Regions from separate parts of the Arabidopsis thaliana genome. Here regions 1 and 2 are each linked to region 3. The links are chromatin contacts, called in public capture Hi-C maps. All regions are on one chromosome and are shown on one strand. The core of a region is the stretch at or near the end of the contact, and the rest is flanking DNA. Distances in the headings are between cores, read along the strand shown.

Region 1 (4,652 bases), core at 1,164-3,663, 120 kb before region 3:
ATTTGGCCTAACATACAAAAGAAAACAACAGCTCTTGATACGACTGATTGTTAACTTATGATGACTTGTTTTGATACACAATGCTATTGTTCTCTTGTTCAATGGTCTTTACGTTTACATCTTAAAAAGTTAAGTTACTAGTAGAGTTCAAAAAGGTGAATTTATCTCATAAAAAGAAGTTACTTCGTACAGTATCTAAAATAGTGTCGTGCATCTATATATAGATATGCGTGTTTAAGGTGCACTTGAGGCATAATAATTACATTTTAATTGTCTATTTTCCATGTAAAAATAGACCAAACAAGATAAGTGAATCTCAGCTGACAAAGTAGCTCGACTTATATATGGTAAAGGGCAATGCTTAATTAGTATTCGATTGCGACGACCCTCACCACTCTCCTTGGTGCAATATCATGATACACGTTTTATATATATTATTAGCATATACATTTGGGTGAGAGAGAATAAGTACGATCGAGTCATAACTCATATGCTACTGCGCCAGTTTTTCTAGCCGGTAATTTTAGGATTATTCTCCATGAGATCCGATTTTAAAAGTTAAATAAATGAGCTGTCCACTTAAATCTAGTGGACAAAAGAAAGAGTGAAACATTTCCAACTATGTATTACACACATTTTGGATTATTCTAAGTTTCGATGCACAACATAGTGCTATACTGTTCATTTTAAAAAAAAAAAATTTCAAATTTTCTGATGATAAGTTAATAATCCTTTGGTTCTCTCAATATAAGAAAAATTAGTACAAATTTAATACAAGAAAACCTTACAAAAACAAATAAATATTATATGGTGATTGGAGCATACAAGAATAGTAGTTTTCACAATTTCATATACTAAAAACATATAGATAAAAATCTAAGACTGATGAGAAAAGTTGGTCGATATTTAAACATAAATAAGCTCTATTAGTATACTTTTAGCAATTCGAATGGAAGAAGAAAACACAGAAAATAAAGTGGTTTGAAACAGAATGATAGAGAGGTCTTATTGTGGACAAGAAGTTGGTCAAGTGTAAGAAAGGCAGTAAGGAAATGAACCTTAGCTGCAGATGTTAAAACTCCCAAAGCATCACGTGAAAGCCTTTCTTGTCCTCCTTCTCTTTTAGCTATATAATTTAATTAAGACAGTTAAGCTTAAACAAATCAAAACGTTATTTACAATTATTCTTGAAAACACATACTCTTTCTTTAAATTAAGAAATGAGATCATCTTTAGACATATTTGGCAGTGAACTTCATCAAAACTTACAGTTTATTAGTATTACAGTTTACATAAAAACTAGATATTTCATGTATATAATTTTTACAATGATTAAGTTTGCTTTTATCACTGTCTATTTAAGAGTGTAGTTTGTGAATGAAGTATTTTCCCAAGACTTCCGATCTTAAAATAATTTATGCTTTCAATTAACAAAAATAAATCCCCTAAAATGACGTATAAGATATTCTACTTGGATTTTAAGTCAGCAAGTTTTTTTCGTATTAATGTAGGAGTATTTTTGTTTTTATTACAAATATCTCTATGATTTTACAAGATGGTATAATACTAACTTTTACATTTTTTCTAATCTTTTGTAACATTCCCACAAAAAAGGTTAAATGATTTATTTATTTTTAAGTTAAAGGAAACTTCTTTATGCATAATCAGATTATTTAGGCCATCTCCATTGGGGTATCTCAATGAGATACTCTCCCACTAGAATAATGAAAAAAAAATGAAGGAGATAGAGAGAGGTTCTTATTTGAGAACCTATGTATAGTTGTATACTACACTTGTCTTTTCCTAATTGGTTCTTATCTTAAATTAAAATAATAAAAAATTAAATATATAATTAAACTATATAAAATACTAATATTCTTGTGTTGAGATATCTATAGGAGTATATAAACTAATGGAGATGCTCTTAAAACCGAAAAATTTGTTGATCTTTTAATTTAAACAAGGAAAATAACACATTAAAAGTTAACTTTATTTGGCTTATAAGGTCAAAAAGAGAAAGCGATTTATCAAAAATTTTGGAGAACACCCACTTTCCGTAAATTTCAATATATGAATTAGACAACTCTGAAACGAAGTTGGTCCACGAAGCATTAATAAATTTATCATCGTGTGAAGGAGAGATTTATCAAAATATTATTTAAAGATAACTGTTATTTCATTTGTGCATGACAGCAGGAACAATATTAAGTATGAGATTCGAAACAGTACTCATCAAAACATTATTGGAATCTACAAAGTCATGCGCGACACCAACGGTGTCCACCTAAAGAGATATTGCTACACACACACACACATACATATACATATCATACTGAAATATGTGTACGTACTTGTGTACGTTGTATAGTGTGTAATTGCTATGCATAGAGCTAGAGGAGGAACTATGAACCATCTATAGTGTACAAGAATTCAATTGTAGATACTTTTATAACTACTCATTTTAAAGGCTCTAAGGCATATATTTGGTTTTATTAAGTATACAAAACATTAAAGATTAACTGGATTCATTACCTATAAAATTCAAACCCACATATACGATAAACTTTTAAAAAAAAGGACTGCAAATCGGAATTGTTAATACGAAGATTAACCTCGGGTTTATGATGGATCATCATCAAGATGTAACATACTCGTGGGTAGAGAGAAAGAGGTGGGGAAATGATGATATAAGAGTGTGAAATCAATAGATCTATGAAAGGGACAAACAATGATAGAGAAAAGGAAAAGAGGTAACAAACATCTTAAAGCTCCTATGGGTTGGAGGACAATATGACTGAGATCTCTTAATGTGGGGTCTTTTTTTAAGATAGAGACACTTATAATTGGATCCATCACTTCCACAACTATCTTCTTACTTTTTCCTTTTTCTCATACTCTTTTTTTTTTTTGATTTGATTCTTGCTTTTAGTTTTCCTTTTCGCTTTATATATATATATTTTTTCTTTTTCATTCGACCATTGCACCAATGTGTTTAAAACTCAGATTTTTAAAACACCTATGAGACAATTTGTATAAGCTACCAATTTTTTACTTTTGTGTTTCAAAAATACCATAGTTATTTTTAACTACCTCAATTTTGTTTCTTTTCGAAAGTTCTATAAGTTAATATTATTTATAAAGGGTTTGTAAAAGCGTCCTGATAAAAAAAAAAACTAAAAAGATTCGAACCTTCACCAATATTAAACTATTAGTTATAGACACAATGCCAGTTTTCTTTTATACCTATATAAAAAAATAATGGTAATGGAAATTATTGGAAAGTATGTTTTCATATGAATGAAACATTAGTTGTGGTATAGGTATCCATAATAGTAGTAAGGTGGCTAGTGCATTGTCCTCCTCAAAGGGCCAAAGAAAGCTTAGTGATATATACTTTGGTAAGCATTTCTTCTCCCTAACAACCAACCAAGGACTTTGGGCAAAGATACCCTCGCATAGTTTTCAACACTTTATTAATTTAATAATTTTTTGGATTACAAAAATCAATATGTCATTTCAAATGTCAAAGCACTTGATTTGCTTTGCTTAGCATAAAATATAGTATTTGTTTTAATTTTCCATTTTCTTTACAGAAAGGATGGCACATGGGAGACATGGTCACAGTGTAGGCAATATCCTCTTCTATTCTATCTTCTCATCAAACCCATCTTCATTTCAAAACATGCATAAATTCCATGGAATATGCAAATATACAAAGCAAAAATAAAGAAAGCTTTTTAGCATAACACAAGATGTTTTTTATAGAAATTAAAAAACACTAACTAGTTTATTTAATGTTAATCTAGTTCAGTTTAAAGTTCTGATAAGAGTTTAAAATTTAAATAAGTATATATTTACCTGCCGTATACAACAATATTTTGTATATGTAGACTGTTTTACCTTCCTTTTTTTGTGAATTGTCAATTATGAGTTAGAGTCCAGACATATTAAAAATTAAGTGATGTTAACACATATAGGAAGGGAATCTTGTGATATGTGTATACAATATAGAGCTATTTTCTTCCACGATAATTTGGGCTACAAGTCATATCATGCTCAACTCTTTGTGGCTAGTTATAGTTCAGAGTGAATGAAATATATTTGTCTTGATCCAAAAATTTTGGACCACTTTTCTTTATTTTGGATTTTTGTTATTAATAATAACTAGTTGTTCGCTTTCTTAATTTATGTTAAAAATATTCAACTTACTGCCAGAATACTAATTTGGTAAACTATTGTTTGTATCTTTCAAAATGATAAACTAAGACTATTCTTTCCACGTTTTACCTTCTGCAAGTGTATCAGTAAGACAGTAACATCAGTCTTCTGTCTTTCAATATTAGTTTTGTAATTCTATGAGGTGAATTTTCAAAGTTTTAGCTCTATGCAGTTATGTACTGCTAAAAGATTAAACAACCAAAATAAGGAATTTATATAATTCCTCTTAAAAATGTTCATATACAATTTTGCAATAATCGGATGCGATGTGAGCTAAAAGATTCGTTGGGCTTCAGCCCATTTACTCGAGCCTACTAAGAAGTAAGAAGTTAAAGTGCACGGAACTGGAGACCTTAGATACTGCGATTTGTGACTCCAACAATTGCTTAAAGTTATACATATGGTTTGTATTGTAAATGAAATATTTTCACATT
Region 2 (4,609 bases), core at 873-3,372, 69 kb before region 3:
AAAAATCCGGTCTCTGGATCCCTTGAGAGAGCCCTCTGCGTGCAGAAGAGTGAAAACTGAGTACATGGTAATCAGAAGAAGAAAATAAACGTGTTTAGCTTAAGAGGGTAGAGAAAATAATTAACTGAATTAACCCTGTGATCGAAACGATAAACAGGGAAGCCGAAAAAATACAACCCTGCAGTCGAGAGCTTTCCTGTTTTCCTGCTGTCTTCCTTTTGCAGAATGGAGGAAAATAAAATACTATTTAGAAACCGAAAGAAGCTTCAAAGCCATGATGATTCGACCGGATGCCACGTTACAGGTTAATGAGAATAGCAAAGTATAAAACAAATCTGATCAAACCACTCTATGATGTAATCCGGAGATGTGACAAGAAGTTAGTTACTCAACAAACTAATAGTATAAAACTTCATACCTGTAGGGCCAAGCTCAGTCCTCCATTCTCTACTTGGTCAAAGTAAAGCAACTGGAAAGCAAAAGGAATCAGAGGTAAAATACAGAACAGGAAAAACAGCTACGAGATTCTTGAGCACGCAAGGTAAGAGTTTGGGAAAATGAACCTTGAATTTGTTTTTAGCAGATGAATGCACCTTACATATCAATCCATCCTGAGCTTCTTCCTCTGTTAACGTAACCGAATAAAAGTGAGCCGATTGCTTTTCAACCTGTTAGAGAAGAAAATATGTTACAGATGACAAATCCACATTAATGCAAAGAAGAAAATATGTTACAGATGACAAATCCACATTAAGACTCTCATTATCATACCTTCCTGGACACGACTTGCCCAACCATGAGAGGCAAAGTAGTAACCGTACCATTCAACGCCTCCCCCAATAAATTTGCAGAAACAGTTGTCTTAATTTGCACACCAAGCTTACTGTGGAGGACAAAAATAGTCAAGTTTCGAAGTTATCTCACAAACAAAAGTAAAACAATTGATAACATTCTCTTTCAGAACCAAGAAGAATGAAAAAACAGAGAATAGAGCAAGTCTACGAAACTCACTTGAACAATGCAGCAAATATAGTATTAACAGCTCCTAAGCTTGACAGATCGAGCTCTAGGTCTTCATTTTCCGGACCCACAGCCTACATCCCATGTGAATCAATAAAACTTAGATATCAAATCGCAAATGATTATGAACAAAGGGTCATCTAAAGAAGAACTAGAAACTATAGCCTTAGGTAATTTAGCATGGCCGCTACTCTAATGCTAAACTATTCAATTCCAAACTTTCCCATTATATAATATTCTCTTCAATGCTAACTTTGCAAACCAACCAGCGATGTTAAAACTCAGGAATTGTCTGAAATTCTCACCTCAGAGCCAGTAGTATCATATAGACGCCGATTCTCAGGATCAGACAAGACCTCATAAGCAAATGTAACTTCCTTAAACATCTCTGCTGCAACCGGGTCGTCTGGATTCTTATCAGGATGGTACCTGAAGAACCAAACTTCAGTACATGTAACCACCAAGTAATCAACTTTAACACAGATACAACACTCGCACAAATTCTAAACCTCTTAAATCAATTCTAAACCTAAATTGCATCTTAATCAACGCAAAGTTTCAATCTTTTTGAAAAACCTGAGAGCCATTCTCCGATAAGCACTTTTGATCTCTTGATCAGTCGAATTGCTGGGGATGCCAAGGACTTCATAAGGGTTCCTTCGTCGGAGCTCATCTTCTTCTCCGGCGTCTTTATTCTCCGATCTCGATGAATGAGTGGCCATTGTTCAATAACAGGTTTTTGTTTCCCAGTTTGAGTGGAAATGGTTCTCCAGTTAAATTCCCAAAGTCGATACAGTAAAATCTGGGGATTCTAGCCAGAGAATAAGCAAATGGGGAGAATAATGATTCATGCCTCGTGAATTGAGGATTGTTGTTACACCAAAACCCCAGGAGGAGAGACAATGAGAGAAGAAGCTCCATTGGGAAAACCCCACAAACACTGATCTGGAGAAGACAAGAGAGAAGAGACGAGACACTTCGTTATTTTTTGCTAATTTGTTTTTTATTTATCTAATTTCTAACTTATTTAAAACCCTGAAATTCGAAAAGGCCCATAAAAAACAGAAAAGCCCATCAAGAATATTAAATATGTCACGTGCCACACATGTGAGAAGATCTTAACGATACCCTTATAAATATAGATCATGTGGAAAGTCCTTTAACTTTGCTGCTGAGATGTGATAGTTGTTGATTCATTTCATAGATTCTGATGATATGAAAGTTTGTAGAATCAATTTTGTCTTATGGGTTGGAGAATGCTTGCAATGTCATAGACACTGCTTTGGTTTAATTAGTCTTTTCATCCTTATCTTGATAACCAGAATACTAAATGTGCATGTGTATATATATGTAACATCATCTTTTGGTTTCGCATCATCCTAGGATCGACACTGGCATTATTTTTGTAAACTTCCAACTGTGAAATTGATATTTAGGTTCAATACGTAAAGTGTAATCACAATAACCTCTTAAAGTGAAAAGTGCGCGATAAGCCTAAAAAGTATTTGATGTTGATCTTTTTCTGACGACTATGGACTGCGCTGGCACATGTATTATCTCGATCGAGCATGTTGTCTTATGTTGATACTATTTTAAGATAATAATTCTTTTTATAATGTATATCAATGATTGAGCATCACGTTGTAAGTAGATGAATTTGTAACAAAGTTTGTTAAAACATTTCCCTATGAATATGAGTTTGTGGTTATCGTATTGCAACAATGTCACAATATATTGAAATCATTTTTTGGTAGATAATCAGAAGTTTTTATCGCTTACGAAATAATGATTGATCGAAGTCAAGATTATTTCTGAAGACAAAATAAGAAGTTTATTCTGATAAAAGATCATACATCCAAAGAAACAGTAATCTCTTAATTCTATATCACAATGCATAGTATATATATCTAGTTCTATAGGGAAATAGACCGTTTTATCGTCTAGTTGATTTTAAGACTTTAAGATCGATTGAATTGCAAATGCACAGTAATACATCATTTAGTTTTTCAAATGTCATGAATCCAGAAATTGATAAATAAATAATAAGAATCAAAGTAATAGTGATTTGTTTCGGCTATCTAAACATGCATCAACGTAATTAAGAAACATGATAAAGAAAGTTATTTGGAAATAAATAAATTAAGAAAGATGATAAAATTTTATTATCTGATTGTTATGGACCCATTTAGATGTTACAACGTACAATTGGTTCGAACAAATTATTGCTCCTGAGTCCTGATAAGTGATTTGAGAGACAAGGCACCTAACGTTGTCTGTTTTTTCTTTCCCTACAGCCAGTTTGTCCCAATCAAAAAATACCCACGGGTGACCTAGGTATGTTTTTTTTGGCGGGTATATAAGTTTCATACAAATGCCATATCTTGAACTGCAAAAAAACCCTGTACGGCTATACCTCAAGGAGGTATTTATGGATATAAATTTAACAAATGAACCCAATAAAAAAACTCAAACAAACTATGTGTCTCTTTTTTGGTAGTGCACAGACCTTTCTCGTAGGGCTTCATTGACACACATCCTCAATAACATACTTGTGATTCTTTTATATATGAATGGTGTATATAGATCATATAGAGTAGATATATACTACTGATTCTTTTGACGATTTACGACACTTTTATAACTTATTTCAATGGTGTACATATATAATATTTCAATCAGTAATCATCATGTCTCTTCTTCTGTTTACCAGCCATGATTTCCTCGCGCGCTCTCTCTCTCTCTCTCTCTCATCATCATCAGCACCACCAAACAAGTCTCACCAAACTACAATAAAAAGTTTAGAGGGATTTTGAGACACACGAAACACACGATGAAGATCTTGGCCTTGTTGTCCTTATTAAAGAAAGTTATAGGAAAAAAAAAATCAAACGTAAATAGGTCCCTAAATGGATGATCGATCCATGATGGATTGATGGTGGGTGATCGATGTGTTTTTGGGGGGAAAGAAAAAGGTTGCATGTTATTGTCTGAATCTTAATCTTCATCTATCGAAAGATATTTTCATTTCTTTGCAAGATTGATAATAGAAACTCTGACTGAACATTTATATCTATTATATTGCTTTGGTTTAGACTTTACTATGTGCATGTGTATATAAGATTTTTGTAATCAGTTTAAAACAAAAAAATCTTGAGGTCTGTCGAGAACAATTATATAACCATGGTTCAAAAGAGGGTCGAATCAAAAACAGAGAATTCACAACAGTTGTTATCTAGGTTCAATATATAAAGTGTAAAACCCAACTACCACTTAAAATGAAAAGTGAACGATAAGCCAAAAAAGTATGTGATGTTAATCTTTCTCTGACGACTACGGACTGCCCCAACTATTATCTCAATCGAATATGTTGTCTTATGTTGATACTATTTAGGATAATAATTACTTCTATAGTTTTTTAAGAATCTACTTAACATGACGTTGTAACTAAATGGATTCATAACAAATAAAGTTTGTGGTCTTTTCCTATGAATATGAGTTTGAGGCTATCCTTTTGCAACAATATCACATACATGTACTCCGTCAATATCTCTATTGTCCAAAATTTTCTCTTTATTGTGACGAACTTTTT
Region 3 (4,717 bases), core at 68-2,567:
CGCAAATGAGTCCTGAGACTCCAACGCATCTACTAACTTGCACAGATTATTCAAGCGCTGAGACAATTATATTCTAAAACAAGGAGAAATGGGATATTGCTGCAAAGGAAAAACAGACGAGCTTACCCAGTCTTCGAAAGCCTCTTTAATCAGAGAAACAAGAAGCACCATTGACAGTGGAGCTACATTTGTTATTGGACTCACAGGACTGCAGGACAAAAAAAATCTATCTAGTTAATAACTGCATCTATCATTCATAAATTAATCAGCAAAATCTCCATCAAACCAGAACAAGAGTGTTATATGAATAGTAACACATTATAACACAGCTTTTGGATTTAACGTACCTTATTGGTGTCATTGATAGACACGAAATTCCAAGAAAGTATATGTTCGCTATGCGCCTAAACTGTCAGGAAACACATTATAACTAAGATTAAAAATAACAGAAAAATCTTGTGGAAGGACTGCGAATGTTGGAAATGTACATCAGCTGTCACTTCATTTACGATTCTAATCCTAATTCCATAGGAAAATTTCACATTTTAACTTCTCGGGTTCCGAAAAGACGAACTCCTAAATAACATGCTGGAGCTAAACTAACAACCCTTCACTAGTCTAGATCCAAGCAACAAAGATAAACCAAGCGTATTTACCTGTTCAAACAGACCCTTGGGCAGAAATGTGAAAACATTATACTTTGTTGTAGAAATCGAATTACCCTGAAACAATTAATCAAACATTCATCAGACTAAACAAAAAATAGAGAAAAAATCAGATCGATGAATCCAAACAGCACAAATTCCAATGCACATATCTCCTAATCGATTCAGAAACAATACACGACATCAATTGACTCCGGTGTACCTTGAACCGGACGGGTTGATTAGATTCCCGATCATTACAATAAACGGTACGATAAGTCGGAGCCTGTGGTTGAATATGACCCAACGTAACCGTTCGAGACGGAGTCCGTTGATGAGTCGCCGAAGAATCGACGCTAAAACTACCCGATCGAACCATTTAGGAGGAATTCACACCGATCCAATCCTCTCGTCAACTTACACAACAATCGAATTGTCGACTTCTTCACCACTATAATTCGCGTCGATTCGTTACACAAATTGATTCGATTGCGAGAGGCAGAGATCTGAATCGACGGTAGAAACAGAGAGGACCAAAGGAGCAGCCTTCTCTTCCGTTTCAATGGCTTTGTTCGTCTTTGGAAAGTCGCTCCCGAATTTGGCTTGAAATTAAAATTAAAATTAAATGTTTTTGAAAATTTTGCATTTTTTCCGATACGTATTTTCTCTTTCGGGTTATTACCGAAAACACTTTTTTTTTTTTTTTTAATCCGCGTTGATGCAAGAAATGGCAGGAAAAAAAAAATCCGCGTTGAAGAAATTGCCACGCGCAATTAGGCCGCGTGATCGTCAGATACAGACTTCAGACCTTTTTGTTGCTAGTAAACTTATTAATTTATGGAATATTATGAATTCTTTAAAAATTAATAAATTTACTCTAGAGAGTAAACAATACATTTAATTTCTTATTGGTTCTCAAAAACCGCCATGCTGGACTTGTTCGTTGGCTGTGTAAAACACCGTCGTTTCAACGGTCTTCGTTGTTGTGACATGGGCATCAATATTTTTCTAAGTTTAATTGGCTGGTTCCTTTGAATTATGTTGGTGAACGACGGATGTGCACAATTCCGAAGATCGTGGAATGAACATTATATTATAAAAAAAAAATTGTTGACAAAATACCAAATAACAAAAAAAACTAAAGCTGCATTAATTAAATATACACTAACTTAGATCTTTCTTGTCTTTAAATCGGTAAACAATTAATTTTTCTTCTTGTCAAAATTTTAAAACATTGTTCAATCTAGAAGAAAACTTTTACTAAGAGACAACAAATAAGAGGTTGACCAGAAATAATAACAGCTATCAGTTGAATAATGACACGATCAGAAATAATTTAATGTGGTGACATTATTTGATTTGCAGTTTCATTTTTCTTCCCAGCTCCAAACGTCAAAACTGATATATACGCCAAGTAATTAGTTTTCGCTCATTTATCTTCATGGATATGCTTGTAAGTTTGATCGTGAACTTTGATTTCTTGTACAACGTTGTTCAGTGAGATTTTGATTCACTCAACTATTCATGGTTAAGCAGGAGACTTGTGTTTTAGGCAATTGTGTACGTCATTTGGAATTCCGAAGTTTTGGGAGCTCCTGAATCAAGAATCTGAATATTCGCAGAGAGTTGGATGAGCAAGTTACTGAGATACAACGTCACATACTCACATATAAGAATGTTAGAGTCTTTGTTGAAATATATTGCCAAAGTTTGGACATAGTTCGGACCTTAAAGATGAGAGAAGATGAACTGAATCCAAGCTGAACTTTCTCATTAGAAACTAGTAAATATGTGATTGATGTATGTATGTGACCACAGCCAGGAATTTCAGAATCCTCTGTTTCCACCAAACAAAAGGTATGATCCTGTAACCTTTCTTGAAATTTCACTTTCACTAGTGTCTAGTCTAGAACAAAAGAGCTAAAACAAGAATAAGATTCTTTCTGTTTAGAATCACCAGACAAGAACAATTTCGCAGGTTGGAAGGTATTACTTGCTTATCTCAATGAGGATTCTTTTGGTTACTTTCATATCCGACATGTTTAACCCCTGAAGAATGTATGACATAGTGATTGTTTTCTTTCTTTAAAGTTGGTAAGGAAGATTAACTCAACTATTAATCATAATCACATTTCTGAAGTCAAGAACGCTAGCTTGCAAGCTCACTGATAGAAAGTTGCGCTCATCGTCATTGTAGATGATTTGGTGTCTTACGAAAAAACTCTTTTTAACTCTCATATTCCTTTCTCACATGCAGAGACTCCAAGGTACAAGGGTTTTAGCTTTTGGAACTTTGCGGTGTGCTTTGTGGACAAATTTCTTATACTACTATCAAGCCCAGCATTTAAGTAACAGAAAGAAAGGAAAAGTTTGATTAATCAATAATAAACAAGAAAACACTACCAAAACTTTACAAAAATAGATTTGTGTTGGAGCAAACATACAAGTTTAGATACTAAAAAATGATCAATCACCGAGAAAAGGTGAAAGAAACATGTTTCACTAACGTAGTCATCAAGTTATCAAATTGAAATCATATCGGTGCTCATCGTTTGGCAAGTATTGGTGGTCATGAGAGGATCGCTAAAAGTATGAAGTAGTGGTAGTCTTGAGGCAAACTCCAGATCCCAAACATGATCATCACAAAAATTCCCTAGATTGTAAGTTTGGTAAAGTTCTGCTGCCGCCTCCTGAAGATAATCACCGCCTAAAGTTACAAGATGATCCAGTCCCGTGTTATCTGCATCTTTTGATTCGTACTTGGAAACATTCTCGTTCAAATTCCTTGACCCGCGGACCACGTAAGCCAACTCGTCAAATACATCACACGAACCCAGCTTCTTATCTGAAACCCTAATTAGATGATCTTCCGACAATATATCCTTCAAATGAGGCTCTATCTTCAACTTGTGATCGGAGATGGCCGAGTTCTCTGAAACCCTAGCACCATCTTTTTCGGAAGAACCCGTGAGCGTCTTCTTAAGAATTTCTATCTTTTGTTCCCTGACTCCAAGTAATTGAGAGTCAAGGTGAAGGAGATGCTTCCTTAACTCCTCACGAGACAAACCCTTGAGATGATGAGGGAAGTCATTGAGATCACATGCATGATTCTTCCTCCTCTCATCACTCAAGGCATTGAACTTGGCAACGATCTCATGTAGGGCTTGTGGGTTATGATCTTGAGACTGAGGCCAAACATGAAGATCGCTGTCGGGACCGTAACAGATGAAACCGACAGAGTTGCCGCAGAGAACAGAGAGCTCAGAGGCTTTCTTCTTAAAGCCTGGAAATCTCTGTTTGAAAAAGCTCTGTTTCTTCCTACGCAAATCATCATCATCATCAGACTTGTTAGGTTTCTTCTGACGAGGAGCCATCTTTTGAGAGAGAGAGAGAAGACGAAACTTTGATCAAATCGTGAGAGAGGAAAAAAAGCAGAGACCTTTCGATCGTAATGGGAAGTGCAACGAGAAGGCTATGATGACTCTTTAATATATAGAGACTTAGAAGATTAGGTTTCCTCAATCCCACAGGCCACCACAACGGTCATAATTTGGTGAAACACGCGTAAAAAATCATATCTAATATGCGCGTCCGAAATCTTGTGAGGTCTTTTAATTAGATCTCGTAGTGATATTTTCCTTTTTTAGCTCGATCCTATTTTCTATTTTTTCCTCAATATTTTCCAACAAAATATTTTATAAACGATGCAGTCTTAAGGTGATTTCTATTTTTCTTATGATTGCTAACGTTATAACCGGTTAATGGGATAAATGGAATTGGTTTTGTCAATTTTGTTATTTGGCTTAAGTCAATTATTTTTATTTAGATACATATTTGCTTTAGAAAGTAATAATATTTACACATAGTCCCAAAAAATGGACAACACAAAGCAGAACATAAACACAACTGGTCAGATACGATACCCTAATTAACTCACAACTCATGTAATTGGTAAAAATCTAAGAGACAATCGATCTTCCCAATTTTTCAATGAAAACACTGCTTTCAGAGATAAAATCCCACAAACCGTCCAACGTAGTCCCCAAAAGATTGGATAATTACCCAACTGATCA

What was found. Capture Hi-C pulls out chosen DNA fragments and counts their contacts.
Region 1: a contact with region 3 is called in a capture Hi-C map of seedling, with 2.0 times the contacts expected there. A contact is called at or near these places in 1 of 26 Hi-C or Micro-C datasets (rosette leaf) and 1 of 3 other capture datasets (seedling).
Region 2: a contact with region 3 is called in a capture Hi-C map of seedling, with 1.6 times the contacts expected there. A contact is called at or near these places in 5 of 26 Hi-C or Micro-C datasets (root, rosette leaf, seedling and 1 more) and 2 of 3 other capture datasets (root and seedling).

What each region holds. Positions count from the first base shown.
Region 1 is chr1:22,126,632-22,131,283 of TAIR10.1, reverse strand. AT1G08297 (a long non-coding RNA gene) reads right to left here and starts at 2,413. Exons shown (of 1, transcript NR_139405.1): 1 at 2,083-2,413.
Region 2 is chr1:22,078,202-22,082,810 of TAIR10.1, reverse strand. It overlaps ARL2 (ARG1-like 2), which reads right to left and starts at 2,122. Exons shown (of 9, transcript NM_001333872.1): 1 at 1,597-2,122; 2 at 1,326-1,449; 3 at 1,012-1,094; 4 at 772-883; 5 at 564-668; 6 at 419-469; 7 at 126-215; 8 at 1-35. The coding sequence starts at 1,742.
Region 3 is chr1:22,007,905-22,012,621 of TAIR10.1, reverse strand. ALA3 (aminophospholipid ATPase 3) reads right to left here and starts at 1,317. Exons shown (of 27, transcript NM_104675.3): 1 at 868-1,317; 2 at 657-722; 3 at 348-409; 4 at 127-208. The coding sequence starts at 1,023. It overlaps AGL50 (AGAMOUS-like 50), which reads right to left and starts at 4,115. Exons shown (of 1, transcript NM_104674.2): 1 at 3,167-4,115. The coding sequence starts at 4,018. The coding sequence ends at 3,167. It overlaps AT1G08263 (a long non-coding RNA gene), which reads right to left. Exons shown (of 1, transcript NR_139398.1): 1 at 4,511-4,717.